Linked DNA regions of Mus musculus: region 1 is linked to region 2. Evidence: chromatin contacts called from public HiChIP or PLAC-seq data. All regions are on one chromosome and are shown on one strand. Each heading gives the region's core, a stretch centred on a gene start, on an enhancer-like site or on the middle of the called end of the contact. The rest is flanking DNA. Distances are from core to core; before and after follow the strand shown.

Region 1 (2,700 bases), core at 95-2,594, 180 kb before region 2:
ACTTGGAAGCCCCTGAATGAGCGCTAAAAGTGATGATTGTTAACAGTCATGTGAGCTGTAGACAGCTAGGCTCCCGCTCAGTGGGAGCTGGAGCAGAGGTGGGCCAGCAAGAGAGCTAAGGACAACTGTCTTGGCTGCCTCTCCGCAACCCTGGGTTCCTCACCAACAATACGAGAGTCAATGATACTTAGCTCAGGAAGGCGACTATGGACTCCAAAGGAATAAATACTTGCATATCAATTATCGTAACAGGTGTCAGGCAGCTAAGAGATGTTGGCTGAGTGTTGGGGGGCACGGGTAGAGAAAAGCTTCTTATATGAAATTATTGAAAATCTTTTAAATTAAATTAAATTTATTATATGTGTATTCATGTTTGGTCTGCATGTGTGTGGGTGTATCATATGCATGCCTGGAGGGAGAATCAGATCCCCAAGAGCTGGAGTCAGAGACAGGTGTAAGCTACCATGGGGGTGTTGGGAGTCGAACCTGGGTCCTTTGGAAGAGCATCAAATGTTCTTGACCACTGAGCCACCTAGGAGGATCGATACCGTGGCCCCCAGTGAACTGGAATCTGACTGGAATCTCTCAGCCCGAGGAGGAGGCTTGAGGCATGGCATCTGTTTCTTGTCATATGGTTACCCCCTTTTCTTTAATCACATGTTTGACCTTCTGTTTGAGAAGATGCCAGCCTCAGACTATCCATGAAGGTACTGGGGAACGAGAACTGGGGCTCCACCCTTCCTGTTCTCGGTGGGGCTGGGTGGGCTACTAAGGAACTCCCAGAGCCTTCAGCTCAAGCCTAGAGGTCTTTCCTTGCCAGCTGTCCAGTGTCCTGGTGCTCTGGGGATGGTGAAGTTTGCTTGTATGCCTTTAAGACTTGGAGGCTGGGGGACCTGACTGAAGAAAGCCAGTGGGTTCCTTTGAAATGGAAGTGACATCTAGTGGTCTATAAAAGAACTACTCAGCTGACCCCCAGCCTCAAGCTGGCCCCTGAGGTCCCCTTCTTGGTCCCTCTCCTCCTGGGCCACAACCCTACTTGAGGGATCTAAGCTCCAACTACAGGATCTTGATAGTAGGTGGGTGCCTTGGCCCAGCCCCAGCCTGGAACTCAGGCAGGGCACTTAGCCTAGCTCAGACACCCAGAAAGACCAGGTCTGGGCAGCTAAGAAAAAACAAATGCATACGTCTTTCTCTTGGAGTACAGTGCTGGGGTTAAGGTTCCTGGGTGAAGTAGAATCCTGCTGCTCATGCCCTTTGCTTCTGAGGTACCTGGCTGAGTCCAGGAGCACAGAGGTATAAATGCTGTGTAGGCCTCAGTGCTGAATCATCGGGAACTCGTGGCTGTGCTGTGGTTATGCAATGGCCTGGCCATGGGTCGTTGGTGTCAATACAGGCTTTCAGCCACTGCTTCAATAGGCAAAAGGCTTGAGGGAACACAAGTACCAGGTTGGGGTGTTGGAAAGGAGTCAGGGGGAGGCTAAGGGGGCACGAACCACTGCTCTATACAAGCCTGGTATGAGGAGGCCTGGATGAGGAGAACACAGCCTGCACTCAGGGAGCTTGTCTGAGGGAGACATTGTCCCATCCTTAAGGAACCCCAGTCTGATGGGGGGTGTAACCTGACCTCCAGAAGCCTCCAATATGAAGACGATGTGACCCATCTTCAGGGAGCCCCAATCAGAAAGATTGCAGTTGAGGGTGCGGACAAGAAGGAATGAGGCTCACCTAGACCTAAGGGCTCTTGCCATGAAAACCCAGGGCAGATGGCAGGATGACAGAGTCACAATAACTGAGGTCTGTAGGGGAAAGTGCCATAGGATGACATCCAAGGGATGGCAGGGAACTGGTCTTCCCGCCCTGTGTCTGGATTGTTCCCAGGACAAAGGCTCTGTGCCCACCTGGGGTCCCAAGTCCAACACATGGGGAAGAGGAGAGGACAGGGTAGTCTCCTGACTACCAGCATCCTCCACTCCTTCCCATCTTCTGGGTAGCAAGAGCCCTAACCCTCCCTTTCCCATCCCACTCCCCAGGTCTTATTTTTATAGCCTTTCTGTAAGTGTGAAATGACCTCAAGGCACAGCCAAAAGCTGGAAATAAATCTGAACAGAAATGTTAGTCTCTCTACCCTCTCATCCATCCATAACTCAGGTTCCCTTTGGAGGTCCCAGTTACTGATTTCCTGTATATTCTTCCAAAGATAGCCTAATATATATATATTTACAAACTTTTCTCCCACACAGACAGCCGAGTCTCCACGAGGCTCTGTGTCATTTTTCTCCTGCTTAACCCAGAGGCTCAGAATCGCCTCGTTCTGTTTCTCCACTCCGGTGCATTCCCTCTAACAGAGAGCTGAGCATTCACTCTTGGAGGGGATGTCTCGGGCAGAGCACAGACTTTGGAGGAGGGGGGCTTCTATAGTTTAGATCCCCACTCTGGTATGAGCCAGCTGGTTGACATTCAACCTGTTGCTTAATGTCTCGGTGACTCAGTTTCCTCCTTTATGGGCCTGACGGGAAAGCAAACATTGACCCCAAAGTGTTTTGTGAGGATCCCGTTAGATAACTGGTCCTGAAGGATGCTCTCACCAGGCAGCAGCATGAGTAGCAGGCACTCAATAAACTCGGAGTTACTGCTCCGAGATTATTTTGCCAGACCCCTTCTGAGAAGACCGGCCTGTTCGCAGGCTCTTATTATTATAAA
Region 2 (2,700 bases), core at 190-2,689:
TGGCACCACAGGATATATGCCTGCCACCTTCGTGTCCCCTGACTTTCTCTCTAGCCACCTCCTCCACCCCACACTTGCCCTTTGGGAGGTGAGCAAAGATGTCCTTCTGGAAAGGTCTGTGGCGACCTCTGGGGTCATAGGTGAGAGGGCCTCCCAGATACAGGGGGTGGGTGGGAGCCAGGAACTACGACAGCTGGCAGCTGGGCTTGTGGGTGAGTGAGCAGTGGCTGCTGTGGTGAGGAGGGAAGAATTTGTGGGAAACATGGCTGGCAGAAATAGCTGCAGGTGTGCGCACCCGCACGCAGCCTCAGAGAGGGGCTTCCTGCCCTCATCTGGCTTGCCCAGGGTCTGTCCCGCAGACTGCTGGTCACCTGTCTCCTCTGCAGGCTTTGAGTCACTTCCTGTGTTTTTCTTTCCCCCAGGTATGCTCCTGACTCACAACTCTCTTTCCTGTCCCTCCCTGTCTCGGGGGCAATGACAAGGCCCACCTATGGGTCAAGAGAAATGTCAGATTACCTTGTCCCTCCTGTCCCTGAATCTGTAACCACGGTTGTAAGGAATGTCACTTCAAGGGTTATTTCAGCCGGTTCTGCACCCTAGAACCTCAGTGACTGTGACCCTGACCCTTTCCTCCAGGGACGAGGACTGTAGGGCAGCTGGATCCAGCGCCAACTCCAGGTCCTTCCCTGCACTCTAGTCCTGTATCCCAGGATGCTCAGAAGGGTTTTATGGGGGAGGTGGGGGGAGGAAGGCAATGAATCCAGGTAACGAACCTAGTGAGCTGTACTCTCAGCCCCTTTTGTATCCTCAAGGTAAAATTTTACCGTTGATCAAGAAGGCAAGCTCAGAAGCGGGGGAGCACACTCTCGGCTTTTTATTCTAGACTGTGTCCTTTTCCCATTGGCCGGGGTCTTACCTCACATCTTTCCTGATAGGCTTGAAAGGATAAGAGCTAAGGGAAAAGGGGTTTCAACTTTAGGCCAAAAATGCAGGGAGCCTTTGTGTAAACAAATAGTTTACGTAGCGCGTGCGGAAAGGTTTTACAAGGTGAGGATGAGATGACAAGATTTAGTTCCTGTTCATAATCACAGACTTGGAATATGGGATAGAAAATGCTTAATACTCCTGGCCTTGAACTCACAGATATCCACCTGCCTCCGCCTCCCCCCCGCCCCCCAGGCTGGTCTACAGCACAAGTTAGGTGGCTAGGGCTACAGAGAGAAACCCTGTTTCCAAAACAAACAAACAAACGAGGAGGCGGAAAGGGAAGAAGGAGAGGAAGTGAAGGAAGAGGAGGAGGAAGAGGAGGAGGAGAACAGAAAAGAAAAATAAACACAACCAGGCATCTTCCCCTTTGGGGAGAGCTTTTGTCAGCCCCTTTGTCAGATCTTCAACCTCTCCCTCCAGCCCTTTCCTCCTCTAGAGTCCACATAACCCATGACTCACCTGCTAGGCAAAGAACCTACGTTACCCCGACTAGGAGTTACAGGAATGAGTGTGTGGCTGAACTTTGGCCGATGAGACCCAGAAGCAAGTTCTGGGAACACTTCTGGGGAAAGTTTCCTTAATCTTAAAGACGGACCTAGACAGACAGACGGGTTCTCTGCAGCCTCCGAGCACATCACCTCAGGACAAGATCTCTGGCGCTTGCATCAGCAGCTATCGGTCAACCTTTAGGGCAAGTGCATCCAAGGAGTGAAGCAGCGCCTTGAAGAGAAAGAGACAGGACTAAGTTCTAGAAAGTACGACTCATCAGAGCTTTCCTTTACGCTCTTGACTGTGGGTGCAACATGAGCAGATGCCTCGGGTCCCTGCTGTCATAACCTTCCTCCATAATGGACTGTATCCTCAGAATGCAAAGGCCAGAAAGACATTGTGCCTCGCCAGAGGACATCAGCTGACAGTCAATAGACAGCTAGGTTGGAAAGAAAACACCCCATTTCCCTAGCTATTTATATCTAGAAATTGATTCCATCAATGCTATAACCAGCACACGAAATTTGAAAGATGCTGATGCAGACTCTTGTTGCTGACCACATGGGGTTGTCTTTATATTCAAGACCAGATAAAATAAGACAGAGGATGGCATCTAGAAAGATGGCTCCGGCAGTCGAGAGGCCGTAGAGCTCTTGCAGAGGACCTGGTTCAGCTCCCACCACCGTGTGGCAGCGCAAAGTCATCTATGACTCCAGTTTAAGAGGGACCCGACGCCCTCTTCTGGCCTCCACGGGCACTGTGCACACAGCGTACACATATGCATGCAGATCCACAAACACTCATATGCATAAAATAAAAATAAATCTTGGAAAGAGAGAGAGAGATTTGAAGACATTGGAAAGCAATTAAAGCAATTAGTTCTCAAAGAGCCTCTACTAATGTTTCCCAAAGGGAAGTTGGTCAACTGTCGTCTACTCCATTATAAACACAAGTAGACTCGAAAACCAGCACAAAGCCCACCATACTCTGAGCATCACTACTCACTAAGACACACTGGGATAGTACTGTAACTTTTTATTTTTTAAGACCTTTTCTTCATTTGTGTGTGTGTGTGTGTGTGTGTGTGTGTGTGTGCATGTGTGAAGATATGTGTGTGTATGTATATATGTGTGGGAGTGCCTTCAGAGGTCAAAACAGGGTGTTGGATCCCCTAGAGCTGGAGTCAGAGATGGATGTGAGTTGCCTGATGTCGGTGATAAACTC

The links. HiChIP or PLAC-seq counts read pairs in DNA pulled down with a chosen protein or histone mark.
Region 1: a contact with region 2 is called in a FOXA1 HiChIP or PLAC-seq map of pancreatic cancer cells. The contact joins two enhancer-like sites. A contact is called at or near these places in 1 of 15 datasets of contacts at CTCF or cohesin (the NIH/3T3 cell line), 1 of 484 Hi-C or Micro-C datasets (bone marrow-derived macrophages) and 3 of 115 datasets of contacts at active chromatin or transcription factors (cardiomyocytes, embryonic stem cells and pancreatic cancer cells).

What each region holds. Positions count from the first base shown.
Region 1 is chr17:45,956,900-45,959,599 of GRCm38.p6, reverse strand. No RefSeq gene overlaps it. Among named protein-coding and RNA genes, the nearest start is that of Gm36122, 9.4 kb to the right of the region's middle. Within about 2 kb of position 1,344, at least 57 of the 459 cell types and tissues checked have an H3K27ac peak or open chromatin away from gene starts, as enhancers often do. A contact at or near this core is called in pancreatic cancer cells, where this site is marked.
Region 2 is chr17:45,775,165-45,777,864 of GRCm38.p6, reverse strand. F630040K05Rik (RIKEN cDNA F630040K05 gene) reads right to left here. Exons shown (of 5, transcript NR_152153.1): 3 at 1,447-1,707. Among named protein-coding and RNA genes, the nearest start is that of Gm46607, 12 kb to the left of the region's middle. Within about 2 kb of position 1,439, at least 22 of the 459 cell types and tissues checked have an H3K27ac peak or open chromatin away from gene starts, as enhancers often do. A contact at or near this core is called in pancreatic cancer cells, where this site is marked.